2 separate regions of the Danio rerio genome follow, and region 1 is linked to region 2. Evidence: chromatin contacts called from public HiChIP or PLAC-seq data. All regions are on one chromosome and are shown on one strand. Each heading gives the region's core, a stretch centred on a gene start, on an enhancer-like site or on the middle of the called end of the contact. The rest is flanking DNA. Distances are from core to core; before and after follow the strand shown. Region 1 holds the start of cbx3b (chromobox homolog 3b). Region 2 overlaps skap2 (src kinase associated phosphoprotein 2).

Region 1 (7,768 bases), core at 3,689-6,188, 80 kb before region 2:
TATATATATATATATACATATACATAAAGACAAGGCAACATTAAACTAATGTTTGTTTAATGTTACAGGACAAAAATTATTACTTAATTAGAAAACTTTTTCTTTTAGCTCTTATTATAATTGTCAATGTTTTTGCATTCTCATAAAAATTTAATTTTTGGGGAATTTGTTAACTGCAAAAAGTTAAAAGCAAATGGATATTAAACTAATGTTACAGAAACATTATGATTATGGTGAATCAGCCCATTGCAACTACTAAAACTCAAAAGTTTTGGCACTGTTTTAACATTCAGCACAAGCCTGTGAAACAGAGCGCGAGGGAGAATATTATTCCAGGGTGTTTTGGCACCAGAGGACAGCGCTATGAAAGGTTACCCAGGTGGTCTTTCCTCAACTCCTTCGTTTCTCCCCCAGCAGAACGTCAGTTTCAATTCCCAGCCTCAATTCCCCAGTCCCTCACCCAAATCATCATGTGAACCTCAGATTGCTTAAATATGGGGCCGTGAATCTGATACTCTGTTGGGCTTTGAGACTTGATGGAGGTGCTGAGAGCCGGCTGATGAGGGGGCCCAGCCGTCCGCCATATTGCCGCCCAGTATGCCGTGTCATGTTCTCTGAACAATCGCCCGTGTCCCTCTAGTTGGGTAAACAACAGAGGCTGTCAGCCGGTGTCAGGTTTGGGCTTTTCAAAGCAAAAGACAGAGAATGACAGATGACTGCTCTGAGTTTGGCCGACACTTTGCTGATAATAGTGATCTGAGCACTGATATGGAGAGGCAGAGTGCGATGGGTGAGCGTGATATAACAGGTAAAACATACAAAACCCACAGTTTTGACAAACACACTGCTGGGAAAGACTGCGAGGAGCTTTCACTGAGATCCCCTGACTCAATCCACTCTTCGATTCATCTGTGGCGAAATTTGATGTGTGTTGATCCACAATGAAGTAGATTGAAATCAAAAAGCTGAATTTAAGACTTGTTCAAACGCATAAAAAAGAGATTAAGTAAATAAAAGGAGTAAACTAACAGAGGGAATGTAAGAAAAAGTGTGAGTCAGTAAAGTACAAATAATTGTTATTTTAAATATTAAAGATTTTTTACTGTAATAAATTGTCATTAAATTGGATGCAGGTGGTCAGCAAAACTTGTTGACCAACTTAAAATAATAATAAATGTCAAATAAACTTTGAAAAAGGAAAATTTAGTTAAAATTATAGACAAAAACAATTAGAGAGAATCCTCTGGTGAAGAAAAATGTCTGGTTTTGTTTGTGCCAATATTAGAGTGAGTCAAAATTAACAGGTTATTATTTGTTCAATAAATGTGGTGAAAATTGCTTTATTCCTGTGTTAAGGAATTTTATGTAAATTAAAATGTTGGTTTACAAAATGTGAATAAAAATAAGTGCAAATTAAGCTTTCTTTGCAAATATTCGCTATTCTTTAGTACGTTGGATTAAAATCTGAAATAATAATAATATATATATATATATATATTACTTGAATCGAGCGTTCATTTTATTTGTAAATTTGAATGGTGGGAATGATGTTAAATCTATGATTTATTTAGTGGCAATAAATTGAGTGAGCCTGTAACTAATAATATAATTTTAAAAATATAATTTTTCTCCTCTGTCCAACAGGTTAAAATCTCAGGACTATAATTATTTAAAAAACTAAGAGAAAGTAAAATCTGCTTATTGTCAGCCACAAAATGCACAGACGAAAAGGATCATATTTACTGTCAGCCGTTCGGATTCCTTTCTGACCTTTTCAAAAACTGCTTGATGAATTAAAGCGCTACAGAACACTTTGATTAAATTGAACTCAAACTAATCTGTTCGGGGTTCAGGGGGTTGACAAGCCACAAAAAAACAACATGTCTGACACGGCCGGCACGAGCGTACCTGTAACCTGAGCTGAGGGATGGTGGCGTGCCAAAACTCGGCAAAACTCACGCTGAGATAGAATCCAGTTAGACCGGATCCCCACCCCACACATCAGCTCTCCTCACCCCTCAAGCGCTGGCCAGGCCTGCACACAGCGGGGCTCCTCCATCTGGACACGTTTCTACACTGACAGGAGCCATGGCTGCATTAAAGGACGTATTCACATATACGGGGCACTCAGGACTGTCACTGCTGGAGATGGAGTGCAGACTGGAGGACTGGATTATGCAGAAGAGAGAGAGAGAAAAAAGAGAGAGAAGGGGGGGTTTGTGATTTCACTTGAACACTAAAGTCTCATTCTATGGCCCATCTGTCAGCCATTATGGACCCCAACCACTCGCTGAATAACTGAGCTCCTCCTACACATGGAATGTACAGAGGGGATAGTTTTTGTTCAAAGTGAAGAAAAATAAAACAGGCAGAATAGATTGCAACAGATATATTCTGAATCCATAAATCAAAATAAATGTTTTATATATTTCACTTACAGGTTAAGCTGCAGATTAATTTGGCTCCATTTGAGGTGTAAGAGCCTTCATGAACAAAAAATACTATATACATACTATAGTGTTTTTGTACAATATCATACTGTATATGCCAGGGGTGCCCAAACTTGGTCCTGGAGGGCCAGTGTCCTGCAGAGTTTAGCTCCGATTTGCCTCAACACACCTGCCTAGAAGTTTCTCGTAAAGAGCTTAATCAGCTGGTTCAGGTGTGTTTAATTGGGATTGAAGCTAAAATCTGCAGGTCACCCTCGGACCGAGTCACCCCCAGAATATACTACAGTATTTACAACACATTTTAAACTAATTGTGCAGCATACAGTAATATTACTATTCTATATTGAACTTGTAAACTGTAAAACAAACTATAGTAAAGTTTAGTAGGCTAAATTTAACATAGTTGTAGGGAACTTGAGTTATTTGTTTGTATTACCAAAGTTGTATTACCACTGCAGCTATAGAAATTTCAACTATGCTAATATAAACAAATAACCCATAACTGTGCTAGGTTCTCTACAACTATGTTATTATAAAACCGATTACTGTGCTAAAAAAAAAAAAAAAGCTGAAAAAAAAAAAACTGTTTAAACCAGCCAAGGCTGGTTGGCTGGTTTTAGCTGGTCAACCAGCCTGGTTTAGGAGGGATTTTGACCATTTCCAGCCTGGTTTCAGCTGTTCAGGCTAAGAGATGACCAGCTAAAACTAGCCTGACCAGCCTAGCCAGGCTGGGTGCCCAGCAAAAACCAGCTTAAACCAGGCTGGTCAAGTTGGTTTTAGCTGACCATTTTCCAGCCTGATCAGCTAAAACCAGGTTGGAAATGGCTGAAAACCAGCCTGGAAATGGCCAAAAAAATAAAATAAAAACCTAAAACCAGGCTTGTCAACCAGCTAAAACCAGTTTAGGCTAGTTTATGATGTTTTTTTTTTTTGCAGAGAATACAAACAAATAACCCATTACTGTGCTAAGTTCTCTACAACTATATAATATATAACCCATTACTGTGCTAAGTCCACTACAACTATGAGCAGAATAAATATCTGGTAATTAAATAAGCAAGTAAATAAAATGCTTTAACTTTGCTCAACCTCGTAAACACTTGAGAAACTGTCACACAATGTCGAATACGTTATAAAGTTAATAAAGATGTTATGAACTAAATTTAGGAAATACTAAACGTTGCGTTAACAAACGACATAAAAATGTTACAAGTTATCTCGTAAAAATAAAACATTTTATGAGGAACAAAACAAACGCTGAAAATGAAAAAAAGAGATTTATGGGTGGATAATAGCGACCTCTTGTGGACTCACTACAAAGTAGCAGAAGTTTGACAAAAAATAATATTAAAAGTTCAAATTTCATATCTTCTATCAAGTCATTTTGGTAAAACAAGTGCTACATATATTAAGGGAAAGAATGCTCTTCCCTGGCTTTAAAATATAAGAAGAAACTTTTGTTGTGGTATAAAGATTTTTTTATTATAGCTTGAATACAATTGGGTGAACCACTGAACCAATCCGATTCAAGCTTCTTTTTGATAGGATGGCGGACGACTGTCAATCACTTCGAGAATAGGAGGAGCTTAGATTGAAACAGAAATGAATGGTCAGTTTCTCTAAAGCCTCCTAAAGTAAAGAGCTCCGTGTTTTCACCGTAAACACGCTCAAATACCAATACTGACACTTTTCAGAAGCAGTCCTTGATGCAAATCACCAAAAAAAATATTGTATTATTAAAGTATTATTAATAATTTTCAGCACTGATCTATAATGACCAATGATTTACAGTTAGTGACGTAAATGCGTGCTATTTTATTGAAACTGAAAATAGATATTAGACAAATTATTGTTTTTATATAAGTGAACAAAATGTTTAATATAGAAATAAAGAGAAATCAATTTATAATTATTATTATTATTTATTACTATTTATGAGATAGAGGATTTTATACAAATGAGGACAGAATTTTGTGATATCTGTTGGATTATACAATCTGTTTGTAAATAAAAATAATAATTAAATGTAATTAAACATCTGAATCACATAACTCGAGCTTCTGGGTGGTTTATAGACAATGAGTGGCGCATGCTCCCTCCAGTGTCCTTCCGCAATATTACATGTGTGACGTTACCACAACATGTAGCTTTTGTATTTGTATCAACATCTTAACCAGACCGAGAAGCTATACGTTTTTGTTTTAGTAATACAAACTAATTTCCATTTCAACTTACAAAAAAGCGACATTGACGGCAACTATACGGTCAATATGTGGAAAAATACACATAAATTATAAGCTGCCGAGGCTAACTGTCCAACAGCGTTTTGTAATAAAAAAATCGAAGGTCAGATTTAACCCACCCTTAAAAACGTCTAACTATAGCGTTCCGAGAGATTCAGCCAGTTCTCACTCCCGGGATGCGCCTTTAAGGATTCCTCCCCCGGCTTTCCTGAACTGACCTCTTCCCTTTGAAACCACTTCCTCCCCTTCTCCCAATCGGCCATGTTTAATTTGACTCATTCATGAAAAGTTATGTAAACACAACAGTAACGCAATGATCGCGAAGGCGACATAGTTAACGATGCTAGATTAAGTGATCTGCGTTGTGATCTTCCGTCTAAATGAACCGCGTTGTTTGTACAGAGCGATCATTTGTTCGAGCATTAATCAACAGCTGAGGAAATAAACGAATAGCGCGTGAACTGCGGGCAACGGCAGGTGGGCGCGCGCACTTACCAAATCCATATCAGTGGCGCATAAACAATAACATTGATTACAAGCGTCATTCATGATATTACTTTGCTTGGTCTGTGATTGGGAAAGTTTAGGTTGTAGGAAATGATACGTCATACATATAAGCGGTGACTTCACTGCTCTAGCAGCTACGTATTGTTGGCAGTGTTTATGAGAGGAATTCCTGGTATTTTTCACGTCATGTGCTTGATACATAGTGTAAACGAGGAATGTGGTTTACTGGTCAGCAACGAGGAATATGGTTTTACAATTTTACCTGCTAAAGTGATAAAATTTTTGCTCTAGAGTTTCACAGTATATTGACATTTTTACTGCATTATCAAACATTAATCTTTGTTGCTGAGCAGTTTTTGTAGTAAATTAAAATGTTTTTTTACTTAGAATATCAGAAATTAAACTCTTGTCATGGACCAGTTTTACTAGTATTGTAGAATTTGTTTACATAATATAAAAATTAAAATCTACATTTTTAACCTTACTCTTTTGGTGATGCTTCATTTTTTTAAATATTTCAACCTTTGCAAATATTAGGTATTGTGTTGTTGCAGGAAACCATGAGGAAAAAACAGAATGTAAAAAACAGGAAAGCAGAAGAGACGACAGTTGTTCAGGAGTTTGCAGTGGAAAAAATAATTCGCAGAAGAGTCAACAACGGAAAGGTTGAATATTATCTGAAGTGGAAAGGATTTACAGAGTGAGTTTATGGAACAGTGCTGTCTGTGTGTCAGGTTTTTAAATTATTTATATTATAAATATCTGCCTGTTTATGACAGATCTGTCATACTTTTTTGTTGTTTTTTTCCAGTGCAGAGAATACCTGGGAGCCAGAGGATAACCTGGATTGTCCTGAGCTGATAGAAGAGTATCTCAGAAACCTAACTGTATTGGGACAGGAAACGGAACAAGAGGAGTGTCAATCTCTAGATCACGAAGTTCAGCCTAAGGAAGAGTTATCAGAGTTGGCTGCTGATATGGTTGGTGCTTTTGTATACTATGCAGTTCTACATGTGAAGCCATCACTGTCGCTTTCAGTCTTTATTAAGGCACAGGTGCAGCAGTGTTTCACAATTAAATGAATTGCACTAGTTAAAATATGCTAAAAAAGTGTGGCTATGGTTTAATGTGACTAATCCTCTTGGAACACCATTGCTGCATCTGAAGTTGCATACTTGCTAGAGTGGGTACTTTTAGTACATTACATTTGTACTGACAATTCAGATTTTTACTAGAACATTCGTTCAAGTCAGATGAACCACAGCATTGCTGATTTCAGAACCCAATAGTCCATCAACACAGGTGGAACATTCATGTTTCATCATTTATTAGCATTTTTGTTTGTCTGTCTCAAAATATTACTGAATACCAACTACGCAAAGCTCAGACTTGCGTCCTTGATAGTTCAGGCTACGAATATGAACTCTTAAGGATGGTAGGACCCCAGTCTATTATGCATTTGCACACGTAATGCTAAAACTGTAGCTTTCAGCCCTTTAAGTATTAATGCACAGGTGGTGCAGCAGTGTTTCACAATTAAATCATTTGTACTAGTTAAAGTCTGCTAAGTGTTGTGGCTTACCATGAATAACTGTTGGTTTAATGTGACCAAACGATGGCAGCATCTGAAGTTGCATACTTGCTTGAGTAGGTACTTGTAGTACTAGGTACATTTGTACTGAAAATTCAGATTTCAAAAACCCAATATGTCGTGTTACATTATTTATTAGCATTTTTGTTTGTCTGTGTCTCAAAACATTACTGCATGCCAACACCGTAGAGCACAGACTTGCATCCTTGGTAGTCAAGATTACAAACTCTTGAGGACCATAGAACCCAAGTCTGGCAGTTCTTCAAATGGAACAGCAGTGTACTTTATAATACCACTGGCCTTAACTGTTAAGCCGTAACACTGCTCTTAGTAAGGTTTGAGAACACTGCCTGAAAGTCACATCTTAGAAAAATTTTAATAGGCACTATCTTTATAAATAAACCAGATTTAAAATTAAACTGCAATCCTACTTGGAAAAATCTTACAACTACATTTTGTGACCAAGTAAAGGTAGTATTTTTTTCTCTTTTCTGCCATTGATGTTAGTTGGTTGGATCAACATGTATCCTAGGGTACCTCCTGCCCATAATAAGTTAAGAAGTAATTTCCTCATGTATTCCTGATAAAATCGGGCGGAGCCAGCACACAGGGATTTGAACTGTAATTGGCTAGATGTGAACTCCTGATTGGGCAATAACTAATGATGTTTCACCAGTACAAACACATATTGAGAAACGGGTTTAATGAACTCTGTCTTTAGAATTGATTCTGCTTTTTAACAGTATTTAAATGTTTGTGTTGAATGGTTTTGCTAAAAATTACACCAGCCCATCTTAATTTACCTATGTGTGGACTGGAACACTGGATAAACTCCTAGATTCAACATCTAATCCAACTTCAGCAGTAAATGGAATTATTCATGCATTAATTTTCTTTTCGGCTTAGTCTCTTTATTTATCAGGGGTCGCCATGAACCGCCAAATTATCCAGCATATGTTTTAAGCATTGGAGGTCCT
Region 2 (6,969 bases), core at 2,832-5,331:
TTTTTATTTCATACATAAAGTTTTTTGTTATGATACTCCCAAAATCATTCCACATAAATCCACAGATTATTTTACAAAATTACAAGAAATAGTAAAAAGTGTCCACAGATTCTGTCTGGGCCTCGATGGGATTTAAGAAGCAGGTCTTAGCCAACCATCTGGTCTTAACGCAAAATGCAGGATATACAGATTTTAAAATTGTTCAGCACCAGCCAAAAAAACAGGTATAAGGCCTGTTTAACTCAATCTTTTGTTAATGTAAAGATTCTTGGCACACAAAAAAAAACACATTTAAGCTGCAAAGTAAAAATATTCAATGCACATTTATGTATCATGTCATCACTTAGCACTACCTGTAAAAGTGAAACATATTTAATAAAAATCCTCTGTTCATGCAAAGGTTGATATTAATTTCTGGCTACGTTAAAGCTTTGAAATACTGTACAACTCTAAATACATCTCTGTTGGTGTCTTTTGTTGAGTATATTTATAATTTAGCCTATCTACAACACAACTGGCTTTAGGATATCTCACTCCTTCTAGCTGAAATAAACCTCTCGACCACCTTTTTTGATTTAATGCATCTACTTAGGTTAGCTGCAGGGAATTAGAACAAAGCTCATGAAGATTCATGAAAACCTCATTCTAGGAGTAATTTCTGGAGCTATAAATGAGCATATAAAACTGTTTCTGAAGGATTTTTGAACTTGTCTACTACCTAGATATCAGAGAACAATTGATTTTTTTTTTAACAATGCACTCTTTGGCACCTTTAAATAAATCTTTGACTATCTGTAATGTTGTGAATATAGATTTTTGAAGATGTTTTATTTATTTAAACTGTTGTCAATTAATTAAATAGGTTAGAAAGTACAATTATATTCATTCAACTTCAAAAATTCACATTCATTCTAAGAGTATTACCACAATAAATGACTATGTTGGTGATGTTTATGTACAACTTAAATATATATATATATATATATATATATATATATATATATATATATATATATATATATATATATATATATATATATATATATAAATCCCCCTAGAGAGAGACCCCATAATGGACCCTTAGTATGTGGTTAAAAACCCCCAAAAGCTATTAATAAAACATTCATGATTTTGTAAATGCTTTTCCTGATAATGATTAATAAGCCATTACTTGAGATATATTTATTTATTTATTTACTTAAGTTATTATATTTAAGTTATTATTAGTAGTATACATAGTTATTAGTAGTTAAATCATTATTAGTTTTGTTTTATTAACCCTAACAGAGTAAATAAATGTATTATACAGTATATACCATCCATTAAATTTTAAGAAGGCAGTCCACTGGAAAACTCATATTTGTAAGTTTTAAGAATTAAGTGGAGAAAAGAGTTTTTCAACCATAAAAACAAAAAAATATACAGTATATAGCTTTTAGTTTTTATGTATGTTTCTATGATTTACATCTAACTTTTCATGAAGCGTAATTACATATATTTATGTAATTTTAAACGTTTACCAATCTATGGACACCAACATGGGACACACACATTTTGGACACACATCATTTTAAATGTACACACATATAAAGGATAGTAAAAAGTGTAAAAAAAAAAAAAAAAAAAATATATATATATATATATATATATATATATATATATATATATATATATATATATATATATATATATATATATATATATAGATATATAGATATATAGATATAGATATATATTAATTCCAAAAATTTTACCGATCTCAAACTTAATCAATACAGTATTTCCTCAGTATTTTCACTGCATTTAAACTAAATAGATAAAAATAGAAAGGTACGCACACCTCACCCCACATCGATTTACTACAAATATATACTGCGGTTGTCCAGTCTGTGTGAAATGAGACAGGAAGTACATATGTGAAAGGGTGAAGAGGAAGCTTCCTGTCGCCTCCTTTGATACACACACACCTCATTGACAGAACAGCGCCTGGTGCCGTGTGTGCAGCAAACAATCTGTGCATGTGCATTAGAAGGCGAGTGTGACAAATAAGTCTGCAACAGGAAAGCAATGCAGACCTCACACTCCGCCTACATGCCACACACACACACACACACACACACACACACACACACACACACACACACACACACACACACACACACACACACACACACACACACACACACACACACACACACACACACACACACACACACACACACACACACACACACACACACACACACACACACACACACACACACACACACACACACACACACACACACACACACAGCCTGTCCGTCTAAGGAAATCAACAAGTTGCACAGACTTGCTAAATCAGAAAATGAACTTAAAGTATTCTTAATTATGATGCATAATCTAATTTATAATTAACCTAGTTAACCTGGTTAAACCTTTAAAAGTCACTTTAAGCTGTCACTTTATTACTGTCTTCATGGCAAAGATAAAATTAATCAGTTATTAGAAATTAGTTATTAAAACTTTTATGTTTAGAAATGTGTTGAAAAAATCTTCTCTCCGGTAAACTGGGGGAAAAATAAAAAGGGGGGCTCATAATTCTGACTTCAACTGTATATGCACAAAATAGCTTCCTAATAAAAATATAAGCTTAAAAGATTTGTGAGGGGTGTACTTAAATATGCTGAGCACTGTTTGACTGCAGAGTCTGTTCCCTCAAAAATCCACCAAAACTCATCATCACTTACATATATATCATGAAGTCAGAATTATTAGCCCCTTTTGATCCCCAAATGATGTTTAACAGAGCAATGAAATGTTCACAGTATGTCTGATAGGAGAAAGTCTTATTTGTTTTATTTCAGCTAGAATAAATGCAGTTATTAATTTTTTAAAAACATTTTTGGGACAAAATTATTAGCCCCTTTAAGCAATTTTTTTTTCTATAATCTACAGAACAAACCATCATTATACAATAACTTGACTAATTACCCTAACCTGCCTAGTTCACCTTATTAACCTTATTAAGCATTTAAATGTCACTTTAAGCAGTGTCTTGAAAAATATTAAGTAAAATATTATTTACTGTCATCATGGCAAAGATAAAATAAATCTGTTATTAGAAATGAGTTTTTAAAACTATTAAGCTTAGAAATGTGCTGAAACAATCTTCCCTCTATTAAACAGAAATTGGGGAAAAAATAAACAGGGGCGCTAATAATTCAGGGGGGCTAATAATTCTGACTTCAACTGTATATATATATATATATATATATATATATATATATATATATATATATATATATATATATATATATATATATATATATATATATATATATATGTATCACATATATGTATCACATATATGTATGTATGTATGTATATATATAGGATTTGTGTAAAAATATTTTTATGCCTATTAGTAAAGCTATTATATAAGACATTTTATAGCCTTTTTTAACATGAAAAAATGGATCCAATTGTATTTGCAGTGAAAACCTTAAATAAATTTTTTTTATTTTTTTAAACATGATACATTTTCAACTGCCATGCACACATAATCAATCTGCATGAATCTGCTCACATTTTTACAACAGAAAAAATAATAATAATAAAAAATAAAATAAATCCATTCAGATACAGTTTGCACATATTGGTGCCTAAAAAGATCCTTCCCCAGTGACAGCTTTTGCAGGTTTTTTTCTCAGAATGTATAAGATGGATAATTTAACCACTTCATGATACAAACACGAATATTACACCACTCAACTGAAACGATGTGAGTCTTTGAGGTTTACAATACTGTTGGACTCCAGACGGACCATGTGACGCTCTATTTTGACCAAGCATCATTTACAGCACACACTGGCCTGCTTTGAAAGGACGAGAGCATGGTGTGTGTGTGTGTGTGTGTGTGTGTGTGTGTGTGTGTGTGTGTGTGTGTGTGTGTGTGATTTAGGGCCCTGACACCTCCCCCTGGTCTGATGGTCAATACCCTTTGAGAGCCGCGGAGGGTCTGGACAGGGGGGTAAATGGAGGGGGGTGTTAGACCTGCAGCTGCTGCATGGCCAAGGGGAAGGAGGCAGGCCACTAATAGCCCCACTGGCTTGTTCCCCAGACTGTTCTGAATGGCCTGTGAGCCACAGCTGGACACTAAACCCACACCAGCTTTACGGTCATCCGTGAGCCTGACTGAGCGAAGGGGGAAGGGGGCTATGCTACAAAAGAGCGCCTACAATATTCATGGTAAACCAAGCCTTGCAGTGCCCATAAAATGGCTCAAATACGACACAGCATCATTGGACTGTGTTTCCCAGCATCGTTTTGGCAGCATGCTGGGTTTATGCTTATCTCTTTTATGCTGTGCGGCATATTTCATGTATAATTCATATGTGCAATGTTATTTAATGGTGTGTTTCTTTGATAAAAATATTTTTATACTTTAAGTAAACAGAAATGTATTTTTATCATTTATAGAATGAGAGAGAAATGGATAAAAAAATGAGAAATGGATAAAATATTCATTTTCAAAATTGGCAAGATTGTACTCAATTATGCTTGGTTTAGGATCAGTAAGATAAATTTATGGGGGGTTTTTTGTAAAGAAATGCAACAAAATAATACCTTCATTCTATAATATTATAAATAGAAGTAAAATATTTATTATGTTTCGTTCTAATTATCAGCGAATCCTTAAAATAACTTACAGAAATGTTTGAGCAGCAAATTAGCTTATTACAATGATTTCTAAAGAATTATGTGACACTAAAGACTTTAGTAAAGCTCAGATAAAAACTCAGCTTTGACATCCAAAAAACAAACTGTATTTTAAAATATTATTTAAAAAATAACTTCATTAGGCTATTATCAAATATGATATTTTGCAGAATTGGTGTAAGATTTAAAATCTTACAATTTTAAATCTTTTGCACACACTGAAAAACAATTCGTAACTTAATATATTGTTTTTAAGGTATGTGGTTGTAAACAATTTAAATAGACTGAATTTAAACTTTAAATTTAAAATTTAGTAATGTTCAACTTAATTTGTTTGTTTAAATTGAGCTTATATAAATTGTTTGCATCAACGCAGTGGTACAGTAAGTAGTGCTGTCGCCTCACAGCAAGAAGGTTGCTGGTTCGAGTCTTGGCTCAGTTGGCGTTTCTGTGTGGAGTTTGCATGTTCTCCTTGCGTTCGCGTGGGTTTCCTCCGGGTGCTCTGGTTTTCCCCACAGTCCAAAGACATGCGGTACAGGTGAATTGAGTAGGCTAAATTGTTCGTAGTGTAAGAGTGTGTGGATGTTTCACAGAGATGGGTTGCACCTGGAAGGGCATCCGCTGTGTAAAAACCTGCTGGATAAGTTGGCGGTTTATTCCGCTGTGGCAATCCCGGACTAATAAAGGGACTAAGCCAACAAGAAAATGAATGAATGAATGAATCAATGAATGAATGAATGAATGAATGAATGAATGAATTGTTTGCGACAATCTGCCATGAACCATTTTTTTTTTTAGTGCAGGAAACACAACACGTCAAAAGTTTGGGATCAGTATATGATTTTAAAATGTTGTAATTCTCCAGCTTATCAAGGCAGCATGTATTTAATCAAACATACAGTACAACTTGTGAAATGTTATTGCACTGTTCAAGAGTAGTTTATAATTTAATTTGATAATTTATTCAAATGATTTTAAGATACATTTTCAGCTTCATTACTTCAGTCTTCAGTCACATGATCCTTTAGAAATCACTCTAATATTAATCATTATTATTATTATTATTATTATTATTATTGTTGTTGTTGTTATTATTATTGGTAATAGTGATAAAAGTAATAATGACTGGAATGACAATTTCATTTGAAACAACAAAAAGAAAGCTGTTCTTTGAACATTTTAATAAATATTTAAAAAAAAAATGTATGTTTATGGACAGAATCATTTTCTTTAAAATATAAAAACATAAAAAAAATAACTTTTGACCGGTAGTGTGTTTGTGTATACATATAACCCTTCATTTATATATGAATAATAAATACATGCATATATATATATATATATATATATATATATATATATATATATATATATATATATATATATATATATATATATATATATATATATATAAATAAAGCAAAACAACAATTGTGACTTCCTAAAGGCAAATGTTCTTATAAAGGCCACCATACTTATTCTAGCCACTAGATGTCAGACTTGCTCTTAAAAACGCAGTCACCCCTGGATCCCATTCAGACCATATTCTGTCATTTTCTGACAGCCTGCTGACTTTTACCAGAATGAGATAATTTCCCCATTGGCATGCTTTATACATCCATTACAAATTATAGATTTTTAGCCACTGGTGAAATTGGGATGTCATCTCTATTTCTCCTGAAGATACTTTAATTTACCACTGTCTGCACGTTCTCTAGTAAAATGAATATAAATAAATTGGGTAGAATTATGGAAAGCTGCATTCAGCAGTTCTTTCTGTCAGCTTCTTTTCTGTGTAATCACTTCTGGAGATCTTAATGCGTCGCAATAATAAATGACATTATACAGTCATTGCTAGGCCATTTTCTCAGTATTTTTGTTTTTTGAAACTTCAGACTTTCAAACAGTTTTTAAATAGAGTCAAATGTCTAATCCTGGTAAACAATACATTTGCGGAAAGCTTATCAGGGATTCTGCAGGTTTCACCAAATTAAATTTAAGACTTTAAGAGAATTTAAGGCCATTACGAATGAAATTTTAGAAATGTTATTTTTTTCAAATATCCTAGTTATAAAAGATTTTCACTTTCCCCATCAAAAATGATTAAAATTGTATATATTTATTCAGTTATTCATTCATTTTCTTTTTAGACTAGTCCTTTTATCAATCCAGGGTCGCCACAGCGGAATGAACAGCCAACTTATCCAGCACGTTTTTTACGCAGCAGATGCCCTTCCAGCAGCAACACATCTATGGGAAACATCCACA

What was found. HiChIP or PLAC-seq counts read pairs in DNA pulled down with a chosen protein or histone mark.
Region 1: a contact with region 2 is called in an H3K4me3 HiChIP or PLAC-seq map of embryo, with 2.7 times the contacts expected there. The contact joins the promoter of cbx3b here to the enhancer-like site in region 2. A contact is called at or near these places in 8 of 18 Hi-C or Micro-C datasets (caudal fin, embryo, fibroblasts and 2 more) and 2 of 4 datasets of contacts at active chromatin or transcription factors (caudal fin and embryo).

The regions. Positions count from the first base shown.
Region 1 is chr16:22,396,611-22,404,378 of GRCz12tu, reverse strand. cbx3b (chromobox homolog 3b) reads left to right here and starts at 4,938. Exons shown (of 5, transcript NM_001386347.1): 1 at 4,938-5,170; 2 at 5,755-5,900; 3 at 6,012-6,180. The coding sequence starts at 5,761. All of the region lies in intron 1 of LOC137487900 (a long non-coding RNA gene), which reads right to left.
Region 2 is chr16:22,316,878-22,323,846 of GRCz12tu, reverse strand. The region is part of intron 11 of skap2 (src kinase associated phosphoprotein 2); the gene reads right to left. Among named protein-coding and RNA genes, the nearest start is that of skap2, 34 kb to the right of the region's middle. Within about 2 kb of position 4,081, at least 28 of the 62 cell types and tissues checked have an H3K27ac peak or open chromatin away from gene starts, as enhancers often do.